2 separate regions of the Gossypium hirsutum genome follow, and region 1 is linked to region 2. A link is a contact called in public Hi-C data. All regions are on one chromosome and are shown on one strand. The core of a region is the stretch at or near the end of the contact, and the rest is flanking DNA. Distances in the headings are between cores, read along the strand shown. Region 1 has its middle 8.2 kb from the start of LOC121216478. Region 2 overlaps LOC121216387 (a long non-coding RNA gene).

Region 1 (6,580 bases), core at 2,260-4,759, 160 kb before region 2:
TGGTTTTTAATATGGTTTTAGGCTTGGCTTGTGAACCAAGATAAGTGTAAAAATTGTCTTGTTTTAGAAGCAAATTTTGGTGCACACGGGCTGTCACACAATCGTGTGTCACACACGGTCTATCCACACGACTGTGTGTCTTAATGTTTTTAGATGCAAGACACACACGATCTGGACACAACCTGCGACACGATCATGTGACCCAACATTGAATGCACACACGGCCAGGCACATGGCCTGCGACACGGTCATGTGTCTGGACTTCGAATGTCCGCATGGTCTGGGTTGTGAAACACAGCCGTGTGTCCCCTATTTTTGAAATTTTCAACTTTTTTCCTAACTTTACTGTTTTGTTCTGAATTGACCCCTGAATGTTTCCAAACTTGTTTTTTGGGCTCCGTTAACTCGGTTTAAGGCCCATAAGCATATGTTTAATTATGAATGCAATGTGATTTGATTAGTTGTAATTATGATTAAATATAGTTTGTAAATAATGTTAAATGTTTGAAATGTTATCGTAATACTCTATGACCCCAATTCGGTGACAGAAACCGATTTAGAGTGTTACATGACCATCGATGTAACTCAATATATACCATTGGTTTTGAGGGAGCTCAACTATAAATAAAGGTCTTTCCCCTCATTTGTAATCATTCCATTCATACTTGTGAATATATTTGAGAGCATTTACTCAAACACTTTGTATGCGCTATTTTTCATTTGGTTTTTTTTTGTTTTTTGTTGCTATTTTATTTTGAGTTTGCTTTTGCTATATTTCAATTCCTTAAAGAATTTATACGAGAATATTTTGTGAGAGTTAGTCTGACTTAGGCAGATTTAGAGCAAAAAAATCTCCTAAGGTCGCATGATTTGCGAGACTAATGTCTTAGCCCCGAGGCACTAGAAAGTAGAGCATCTTCATCCAAGGTAATGTTTCTAATTTATTTTTCTATCTTTGAAGCTTTGGAGGGTGTTAACCACCTGAGCGATCCTAACCCATAACTTGTTGGCTATCTCCAAGTCGAATGTTGAAAAACCCCAAACCCAGCCTAGACGTCTTGACTGGATTTTGAGAAATTACATCAGCTTGTTTAAAATTTTTGGTTTAATAAAACTTAGTGTGCATTTTCAAAAGTGTTAAAATTGGCAAAACTTCTAAAAATGTTTAAAAAACTTAAACCCAGAATCACTTAACTCAAACCCAAAATTTGAATTCACAATCGTGTTTTAAAAACATTAATTTTAGCAAATCATTTCCAGCTTAAAGACAAACACTCGTTAAAACTATTTGTTTATTGACAGAAAAACTCTTTAGGGGTTACTTAATTTTACAGCGGAAAATTTTCCAGAGTTTTAATTTTGGAAACTGGATTTTAAATTGTTAACCCGCGAGGTTTTGCAGTTTCATGCTAAAATACTCAAAAACAAACAAACGGAATAAAAACCAAAAATAAAGTCTAAACAAATTTATAGTCCAAAATAATTAAAAACATAAATTATCTTATTTTATAAATCGAGAATCAATCCGAGCTCCTGCACACCGTTCGGTCTAAGTCTAAAGATTACCTAAAAAGTCAGAGATTAAACAAAGGGGCGAGCTATAAAGCTTAGTGTGCAACAAACTCAAATAAAACAACCAAAAATTAACAGAATCACAGAGAATTTTATAACAATCATGTGAGCAAACTGAGAATGCTTGCTTATGCCAATGCAATATTTTTCAGAAAACCTAATGCATATTTTATTCAAAAAATATCCTACCCAACTCCGCTACACACCAAATAGAGTTCCCTAGACTCATCCATCCCATCACACCAACAGAATAGTTGTGGTCAATGTCACTAGAGGTTGTAGTTAAAAACTGCCAAATTGGATATATGTGGACAAGTCACTATATTGCAATCAAGCCACCATAAATGCAGACAAGCTGTCAGACAGAAATGTGGATAAACCACCAGCTAATGCAGATCATTAAATTGCCAGAACTTCCTCCATATCATAATATCCCAACCCCATGCAATGTGACATGTCATGCATAAACTAAAACAGAATGATAAGCATGTTGAACATGCATTCATATTCTTGACAGAAAGATATTTACAGATACCTTGTTTTCAAGTCTTATTTAAGCGGTATGGACCCTATGGAGAGGCTAATTATGATTCACGGATCAAATCAGGTCAAAATGGAAATTTTTAAAAATGGGCCCATATGGTCGTGTGGCCCACACGGCCTAGCACACGGTCTCATACACGCCTGTGTGGCTTACATGGCCCAAATAGCTTAGACCATGTGACTCATATGACCCGTTACACGACTGTTTGGCATCAACAATCCCAATTTCGACTTTCGTCGATCACTATTTTCTCGAGTTTTCGTTACACACCTAGTCGTTTTCCAATGCTAACACCTTGGCAAAGATGCCAAAACCTAAAACAGATATTTAAAAAGAACATTTTAGGAACAAAACACTAAATCAAATCTACTAATTTGGCACAACCCCCTAACTTTAGGCCTTAATAAACTGGAAATAAGCCTTTCGAGCATTTAATTACTCACCCAAAATGGTAGGGGCATTCTTAATAATCCCTTAATTGTTCGGAAGACTATTAGTTAAAGAAACATCACCTAAACCAAAGGTTTCAAAGAAAAAAATCGTGTTACACAAAGAAAATAGCAAACTTACTCCATAATCGCAAAAACTCCACAACAAGCAGACGAATCTAACCCTAAAATACTTACCTCGCACAATTCTCATGAACTAATTAGCAAGAGGGTGAAAAAAATTGAAAGTAATAAGGAAAAAAGGTAGAAAATCCAAGGGAATAAAAGAACAAACAGAAAGAAGAGACGATATAAGAAAAGACAAGAAAGCTGAAAGGGGAAAATGTGAAAGAGATAAAAAATAAAAGAAAAGACAAAGAATAATAATAGGGTGAAGGAAACGTGGGGCAAAACAAACAATTTGTTTTTGGGAATGGAAAATTCAAAAATTAAATAAAATAATAATAGATGAAAATAACTAACCAACAAATTTTATTCAGTTTTTCCCAAAGTTTGAATTTAACTCAATAACTGACATAAGGCAGCGGCAGCGTAATGTCAGGAACTAAAAATTTAATTTTGTTTTACTTATGCAAGAATTTAATCACAAGACTTAAAGGTAAACTAAAGTCTTACCACTGAACCAACAAGTTCATTCTTTTTGTCATTTGCGCAAAAATAAAACATAAGCTGGATGCTTAAGGTTCAAGGGTAAGACAAAAATAACTAAAATTTTAAAGAAAATGAATCAAACCTAGAATCTCACACCCAAACACAACTCAATATCTTCTAACCCTGTTTTTGGGTATGACAAATATTCTCCCCAAACCGTATCACATGGTTTTTCTCCTTGCCTAGGCTAGTTTCGACAGCTATGGTTCCAAATTGGTAAAGACATTACCAATTGTAGATGTATGAGCTCCTATCGGTGATCCATCATCAAATCCCACATTCTCTTGGACTACAGATGGGTTGGCCCTATTAATATTCATAGGCATAAGGACCATAACAGGTTTATTTGGCCCACTAAATAATACCCCTTTCCCTTTGGCCCGATCTCCTAGTTTCTTGCTTAACCCATCTGACTTTCCCTTAAAAGCGAAACATGCGTTCACACTAGTGACGTTACTATCTTTTTGCATTAAAACTTGAGATATTTTTTTCGTGATCGGCGACTTCATCAATTGCTCCCTGATTTTGGGTTCTAACTAAAACTGAAAATCTTGACCCTCATGAAATTTCGGCATCTAATCATGTGTTTTGCTCTCTTCCATTACGAGCTTTTCGTCTTTGCTTCCTTCCCACAAGCATCCAAGACCCAAACTTCTCTACTCTGCAGTTCAACTCCGCCGTATCAAAATTCTTCCGTGAATCATCTTCTCTTCCCTTATCACGGCCCCCTAACGACGGACAAACGTCTTGGACATGATCGTATCTACCACAATCAAAGCAAACGTTTGGTAAAGCCTCATATTCCACTCTTTGGAGAGTGCCATCAATTCTGATCTTTGGCTTCAACCGAACTTCCCGATTCACATAGATTGTCATTCTCACAAAGTGGCCCCGCGATCCATTTTCTGCGTTATAATCAATTTTCACAACTCGTCCAATCTCATCGTTCACTCAAATTTTTTTCCTTTACCCATCAGATCAATGGAATTTATGTATATGCAACCAATATGACATTGTTTCAAAATGAAATTATTGGTAGTAGTAAAGAAGAAAGAAAAAAAAAATGAATAGAAAAATTCCAAACTAATTTATACAATTATTTTAATAAGTAATATCTATAACCTTTTGCTTTTATCTTTTAAATTGCTGTCTTTTGTAGAGAAAAAAACAAAATATAAAATCAAAAGAGAAAGGGATAGTTGATATATTGCTCAAATGTGTAGATGGTATGCAAGGATAATGGTTAGGTCCATGTATATCTTATCAAAAAGAGGCATTTGGTACCGTAAGAGATTCTGGCTTTTTTGGTGCTCATCAATTGGTGGGGGCCTCTCCATTTTCTAATTATGTGCTGCAACTTTCCTTCACGTTGATGAATAACCCAGCACCAAGTTGCAGTATTGTACAACTTAATAGCAGTATTGTACAAGAGATATTAATTCGATGAAGAAATAAACTAGCTAGAGGCCTATCAACTTTCACTTGAAAGTTTGCTACTATGGGTATTTAATTTCCAATTTAGATTATCATGCCTTTGCTAAATGCTTAAAAAAAGACAATAAAAAATTACACTTTGTATGCATTGCATGCCAACCAAATAGCTATAAATATTTGATTATTTGCTTTCGAATTATTAGGCCCTTGGAATTATTTACCAAAACGAATTGCTATGTTGGTGAGAGCTTGGCATTCAAATGGGGGGAAGAAACAAAACTTTTGATAAGGATTGGAGTAGGAATGGAAAATTATTAAAAAAACAAACAAAGATCCAAGCTTATCACAATTCTTAATAGGAACATTAAGTGTTAAAAGATAATAATAAAGAAATAAAAAATTAGATGTTTTACCTTACCATTCAATCTTTGAATTCATGTGAGGTTGGTTTTGATAATTTTCTTTCCACAGTTAAGCTAAGCTTTCCAAGAGGGGAGGTCCCCTTCGTCTACATGATAGGAAGCACGTCTGACAAGCAATGCGATCCCTAACATACACATATACCCATTCTAACCATAGTTATCTTCACAGCCCAAAGGAAGTGCTCTTCTCCACAAATAAACAAAGTGCTCACATTCTATAAAATTATATTGTAGTCTGAAAATTTTTTTGGCAAATTTAATCTCTCTACTATAGTTTCAGTTTTTTCTTTTACTTTTAAATACACATTTTCAATTCGGATGTAAATTTGATAAAATAATTTAATGTAGTTGTGTTTTTTAAATGCAGTGGTTTTACATATATACATTATTTGTTTTTTGTACAAATAAAAATATTATTTACATTTTAAAAGAATTAACAGAAAATATTAGCTTTAGGACTAAAATTACATATTTTAAAAAGTAGAGAGATTAGAAAGTATCAAATTATAGTAAATGAATTAAATTTACAAAAAGAAAAGAGAGAGAGAGAAAACATAGTACAGAAATCTTTTGTAGAATTTGACCTAACAAAATTTTTTTTCCTGGATACATCTCCTAAACCTATAAACATCAAATCCTAAACATATTTAAGTGAATTTAAACTCACGACTTTTAAATTGCTGTAACAATAATAATACTAAATGAGTTTGTAGTAAGTCGACAGGCCATTCCTTAAAAAGGAAAAAGAAAAAAACAGGTAAGTAGAAGAAGTAAATAATAAATAAATATATCTATATATGCCCTCATTTCTTCAATGATCCATCCCAAAACCATCCTCAAGTTGCTTAATAATCAAGTTTGGGAGAATGATTAAAGAAAAGGGAGAAAACTAACTAAAAGGGGATTTGTATGTAATGCAATGGTATCCCCACAATGGTGACCAAGAATTGCATGGATTATATAATCATATTCATACGAATAAAGACAAAGTTTTGTGATATAGATACCATGTAAGTCATTATCATGGACATGAAGTGATTTAAGCTTAAATACAACTTATTCTGTTTTTTGTTTAAAAACAATAGATTGCATGATTTAATTAAATTAGACACTAGTTGAAATACAAGTTATTCTTCTTCTTATATAATCATTGTTGAAGTTCAATAGCGAAAAAGGGTCCCAAAAATTATGCCATGCCAACCGGAAAGTAAAAGTGAGCTTGGACCAATTACCTCAACAAAAGAATTCATATCTTGCCCCATATGAAGCAAAAGTGGTTAGATTTTGTTGACCAAAGAAAGGAAATACAGTTGTTAGATTTATGATCACTGCATGATTTGATTCAACTTGAGAAATACAAAGATGGGAGTTTTGCAGTCTAATTGGGGTGACTTGTGTAAGGATAGAACTCGTGATTGGTTTGAATTAAAGATTTAAATGGAAAATTTTCACCATATCATTATTATTTTCAAGTTGCTGTGAAATTTTAATATACCAATTACAATAAC
Region 2 (6,485 bases), core at 2,631-5,130:
AGGTTAGAAGAGAAGACTGAAGAAAAGGCTTTTGTTGTGAAGGGGGAGGCATCACCTCAAAGAAATGAACAAAAATGGCGTGGTAAAGTTGGATCTCAAGGGAGAGGAGGTCATAGTAGAGGACGAGGTTGGGTGATGAGCACCAAAATCAAACTCAGCAATGAGATAAAAAAAAGGTTTATCCAATATTATTATTATAAAAGGTTTGGGCATGTGAAGGCCGATTGCTAGAAAAGACAAAAGCAAGGACAAGCAAGTTATGTAGAGCAAGAAGATGAGGTAATCAATTTTTTAATGGCTTATCAAAAAGATGCAACAAGTCACAGCAACATTTAGTTTCTGGACAACGGGTGCTAGAATCACATGACTGGCATAAAGTCATTATTAAAGGAGTTTGATGAGACCTTCAAAAAACAAGTAACACTTAGAGACAACAAGAAGATTCAAGTGGAAGGGAAGGGTAATGTTCGCTTGTCACAAAATCTATTGAGTGTAGGCCAACTCATGGCTACTGGATATTCTATTATGTTCAATGATGTCTCTTGTGTGATTAAAGATAAAAAATCAAATCAAATCATTGTTGATGTTTGCATAACACCAAACAAGCTATTTCCACTTGAAATTTCTGATGTTGAAAACCATTCACTTGTTGTGAAAGAAACTAGTGAGTCAAGATTATGGCATTGAAGGTATGGGAATTTGAATGTAAAAGGTCTGAAGTTGCTGTGTCAAACAGAAATGGTTTTTAGGTTTCCTAGAATTGAGTCTTTAAATACGTGTGAGGGGTGTATATACGGGAAAAAATGTAAGAAACCATTTCCTGTAAAGAAGTCTAGAAGGGCAACTAGGTGTCTTGAGCTTGTACATGCTGACTTGGTTGTCCTCATTAAAACACAATCATTTGGTGGGAGTAGATATTTTTTATTATTCAGAGATGGCTACAGCAGGATGAGTTAGGAGTACATTTTATAGTCCATGTCGAAAACATTTGAAATATTTAAAAACTTCAAGGTACTTGTGGATAAGCAAACTAGACATTGCATCAAGACACTACGTATAGACAGAGGCGGTGAGTTTGTGTAGCTAAAGTTTAATCATTTCTGTGAAGAACAAGTCCTAAGAAGAGAATTGATTGCTCCATACACTCCGGAGTAGAATGGTGTTACTGAACAGAAGAATCGGATAGTTGTAGAAATGGCAAGAAGTATGTTGAAAGCCAAAGGGCTTTCAGATTAATTATGGAGAGAAGTTGTTGGAACTACAGTCTACTTATTGAATCTATCACCAAGGGTTATTCCCAATCAAACATCATATGAGGCCTGGTATTGGAGGAGACCTTGGGTAAGCCATTTAAAAGTTTTGGTTGTGTTGCTTATACTTTAGTTGACTCACATAAACGCAGCAAACTTGATGAGAAATCAACAAAATGCATTTTTATTGGTTACTATTCTTAGTCTAAAGCATACATGCTGTATAATTCTATTGGTGGCAAGATAATAATCAGCAGTAATGTAATTTTCAATGAAGATGCAAGATGGATTTGGGAAAAGAGTGTAAGTGATGTTAAATTTGAAATTGCAAATAAAGATGAAGCTCTACAAACTGAAGTATTACAACCTCCTTCTCCAAATCTTTCATCTCCTCTAACTTCATCAAACGTATCTTCAAGCAGTAAAAGTTCATTTGATGATGAAACTCCTCTAAGGAAATACAGATCTTTGGCTAAAATTTATGCAACGATGCAAGCCTTGTTTGTCGTTGATCCTACAACTTTTGAAGTGGTAGTAGGCAAAGAAGAGTGGCGAAATGCAATGAAAGAAGAAATTGCAGCAAGACAACGCAATAAGACATGGGAGCTTGTAGATCTTTCTAAAGACAGAAAAGTAATTGGAGTCAAATGGGTCTTTCGAACCAAGTTCCAAGCAAATCGCAACATTAAAAAACACAAAGCACGACTGGTAGTGAAAGGGTATTCACAACAACCAAGAATAGATTTTGATGGCACTTTCTCTCTAGTTGCACGGTTTGAAACTATTAGAATTGTATTGGCTTTGGCGGTACATTTGAAAAATGTTGTGTATCAGTTTAATGTTAAGTCAGCATTTTTGAATGGGGACTTACAAAAGGAGGTTTATGTTGCTCAGCATGAGGGATTCGTAGTCAAAGGCAAAGAGGAGAAAATGTACAAGTTGCGAAAAGCTCTCTATGGACTGAAGCAGGCCCCGCGTGTAAGGTACAACAAAATTGATACATACTTTTTCAAAAGTGGCTTTGAGAGAAGCAAGTATGAGCCCAATCTTTATTTTAAACAACAGGGTGCTCACGACTTTCTCATTATTTGTCTTTATTTTGATGATATGATCTACATGAGTTCCTTCTATCTTATAAATGAATTTAAAGCTTGTATGGAAAAGAAATTTGAAATGACAGATCTTGGAGTGCTGCAATACTTTCTTGGGCTTGAGGTGAAGCAAGTCAAAGATGGCGTCTTTGTGTAACAGAAGAAATATGCTATTGATTTGCTCAAAAAATTCAACATGTTGGGTTGTAAAATTACAATGACACCAATGAATTTGAATAAGAAGTTGAAGAATGATGATGGTACTGAAGCAACAGATGCATGGAGTTTTAGAAGTCTAGTTGGTGGCTTGATTTACTTGACTAATATGCGGCCTAATACCTCTTTTGCTGTTGGAGTTGTTTCCAAGTTCATGCATTATCCATCAAGACATCATTTTGGAGCTGTAAAAAGGATCTTACGATATATTGCTAGAACTCTTAATTTTAGACTATGGTATGATAATGTTACAGAGTTCAAATTGAGTGGTTATACAGATAGTGATTGGGTTGGGTGCTTGGAGGACAGAAGAAGCTCATCTAGTTATGTCTTTGGTTTTTGGTCTGCTGCTATTTGCTGGAGTTCTAAAAAACAAGCTTAACAACTTTATTTTCATCAGAAGCTAAATATACAGCTGCAACTTCATCAGCTTGTCAAGCCCTGTGGTTAAGAAGGATCCTAATAAATGTCAATAAAAAATATAAGGAAGCAATTGTAATCTACGGTGACAATCAAGCAGTGATTTCCATGTCCAAAAATCCATCCTCCCATGGAAGAACCAAGCATATAGATATTCGGGTGCATTTCATTCGTAATCTTGTGTCAGATGAATTGATTGTTCTGAAATACTGCAACACGAATGAACAAGTGGCAGATATTCTAAAAAAGTCCTTCCCTAAAGATAAACATGTTTATTTCAAGCTCCAGCTTGGTGTTTGCAATTTTGAATCAAGAGGAGTATTGGAGAATGATTCAAAGTCAGTTATTGATTACCTAAATCTTAGCTTTGACTGAGTTGTGCTTGTTTTGTTTTTCCATTAATTATCTACTTTCTATTGTAATCGTGCTAAGATTATTGTTGCACCTTTTATGTTAGTTTGTTATGGTGTAAAGCCTATTTATAGCCCTATCGTTTGTTTCATTGGGTAGTGGAATAATATAACAATTTCAGTCAAATAAATCATCACTTTTTCTTGTGTGACTCTGAGTCTCTTCTTTTTGGTTTGTTACCTGAATTAAATTCAAGTCTATTGTAGACTTATCTGTGTTCACTAGTTGTTTGTTACAAGTCTTGTGTAACTATTTCTTAGTTATTGACAATTATCCCCAACACCTATATCATGAATAATATTTTGATGGAATATGAAATTTGTTCGGGACAATGCATAAATTCTGATAAATCCCTTATTTTCTTTAGCAAAAACGTCCAGGAGCAAGTAAGGCTCTTAATCTCTCATATTTTGAATGTACATTATACATCAGACCCAAAAAAGTATTTATACATCAAACCCAAAAAAGTATCTTGGGCTTCCAAGTATGGTGGGACAACAGAAAAGTTGGCTTTCCAACATTTGAAAGACATGATGTGTATTCGTATTAACATTTGGTGTATTAAACCCCACTCTTAAGGAGGCAAAAAGGTGCTTATTAAAGGCATTTTACAAGTCATCCCTACGTATTTGATGTCATACTTTTATTGCCTAGTTCTTTTTATGCTGAAATGGAAAGTATCATTGGTAGATTTTGGTGGCAGAAGCATAAAGGAAAACAAGGGATTCATTAGTGCCAGTGGCAAAAATTATACGAACTTAAGGAAAAAGGTAGATTGAGGTTTAGGTGCCTAGCGAAATTCAACTTGGCTCTTCTTGCTAAGTAGGGCTATATGTTGCATGTTTATCCAGACTCTTTATTGGTACCCACGCTAAAAGAAAAATATTACCCGATGTCTACCTTTTTAGATTCGATTTTAGGAAATTACCCATCATATACCTAGATGAGCATCTAGGCCATGAAGGGATTTCTTCAGTCAAGAATGTGTTGGCGAGTGGGAACAGGAACAAACATATCTATCTGGAATGATGCTTGGATGTAACACCCCTCATTTGTCTCCATCACAAGATTAGGGTTACGAGATGTTACGACAATTAACAAGTCAAAAATATTTAATTTCAACTCAAAATTCAATTTAAACAATCATTAATATATAAACATTCGATAATCATGCTAATCATACAAAAACGAGACTTAAATCTAGCCAATGAAACTCTATAATCAATTCAAAAACAAGCATGGACTAATTCGAAACAAATAGAAAAGTAAGGTAAAAATAGAAAACAAGGGTCACAAGATCATGTGGCCAGACCGTATAACAGGTTTAGGCCGTGTGGCACTATTGGACATGGTCGTGTTGATCAACCGTGTGCAAGGACCAAAACCATGTAGGTGAAGTCACATGGTCGTGTCTTTTGACCATGTAACAAACTATGGTTGTGTGTGCTAATTGATAACTAAATCACACAGACCACACAGTCGTGCCATATACCCGTGTATGGCACACAATCATGTGTCAAGCCGTGTTTCAACTTGTTTGAACATAAATTTACCCTCCAATACAAGTCATACCATATCATGCTTACTTAGACCACAAGTATGCCATTAATCAATCATTCAACCTGTTCAAATCACACAAAAAACATATCAAAACATGCCATTTACCTAATTCTAACCAATATGCCATAAGGCACCATCACAAACAACATTCAAGTCTAACATTCAACTACAATTTCTACCAAATTCAAACTTAATTAAATAAGGCCATATAAGGTGACAATATGTTGTAATCCAATCACCAATTAACATTCCTTGCCAAGGCATATGCATCACATATTAGTTATCAAAAATAAAACCATACATATATACTAATTCGTAGCATCAAAAACAACTCCAACCAAAGTATTACCTATTCAAACATTATCTATTACATTTGATTCATCTATATGCATTTCATTCCATCATATTTATATACTCCATCACATATCAAGCAAATATCACATTCAAATCTCTAAACCAAGCTATGATCCACCACATCATTTACCACAAACACTCAACTTATATATATAAATACAAAATATGCCACTTATAAAGAATACTTATAAACAAATACAATATACTCCTATTACATGCCACATATCTTAAAATAAATGTTTCAAAGTCTACTGAAAGATAGTTGGATAATGTGATCTTCAACTTGATCCGATTACCCGGTTTCACAAAATAATATCTACAAGAAAACAGGAAAAATGACATGAGTAAGCTTCAATGAGCTTAGTAAGTTCATAGCTTAAAACTATATAACTTACCTTGAAAACATAGTTTAATAACTAAAAAACTCATTAACTAACATTAACCCTGTCAACCACAAGCATTCAATAGGTGAGTTTCATATATACGAGTCATTTAATCATCTCATTTATATGATATCAATCATTATCAACTCATGATATAATATCGAAAATCATGAAAATTTATACAAGTCATCCACAAGGCATCATAACCAAATGTCAAATATATATCATCAACATGTCATTTAACTATTGAAATTCAGACCGATGAACGGATGAATATAGATATGGATACGTAGTTATCCACCCAGGACATGCCAAAATGCTCAACCAAGCCAATCCAACCAAGAACACGTTTGGGCACCAAGTGCCAAGCTCGTAGGCTTTACATTCGCCTCCAATAACACACTAGAATCACTGTAAATATAACTCGATAATCCGCAACAAATGTCGGACTCCGATATATTCAGTGTACAATAACAAGTCATGAATCATCATCTCATCAAAATTCAATCTCATTCAGTACACAAAATAATTTATTGGCATGCCAATTGTATCCTATCCTATGTTCATTTGGGCTCAATACATGTAACCGTATAACAATTTACATTTCAATCCATTTTCTCACCAATTCAATCATAACATTTTAGTTTATAACCCATGTCATCATATTAAAAAATTTCAATAATGATATTACAAAAATACACAAAATAATACCGTATGAACTTACCAGGGCTAAACAACAAATATGGCAATATTAGGGACTAATCAATAATTTTCTCTTTTCCACGATTATCTACTGGTTC

What was found. Hi-C and Micro-C count contacts between places; a contact is called where the count stands out from the background.
Region 1: a contact with region 2 is called in a Hi-C map of leaf, with 4 times the contacts expected there. The contact joins two enhancer-like sites. A contact is called at or near these places in 11 of 34 Hi-C or Micro-C datasets (callus, cotyledon, fibers and 3 more).

The regions. Positions count from the first base shown.
Region 1 is chrD04:15,755,165-15,761,744 of Gossypium_hirsutum_v2.1, reverse strand. No RefSeq gene overlaps it. Among protein-coding and RNA genes, the nearest start is that of LOC121216478, 8.2 kb to the left of the region's middle. Within about 2 kb of position 3,509, at least 8 of the 9 cell types and tissues checked have an H3K27ac peak or open chromatin away from gene starts, as enhancers often do. A contact at or near this core is called in leaf, where this site is marked.
Region 2 is chrD04:15,594,611-15,601,095 of Gossypium_hirsutum_v2.1, reverse strand. LOC121216387 (a long non-coding RNA gene) reads right to left here. Exons shown (of 2, transcript XR_005912573.1): 2 at 4,590-5,618. Among protein-coding and RNA genes, the nearest start is that of LOC121216387, 5.7 kb to the right of the region's middle. Within about 2 kb of position 3,880, at least 1 of the 9 cell types and tissues checked has an H3K27ac peak or open chromatin away from gene starts, as enhancers often do. A contact at or near this core is called in leaf, where this site is marked.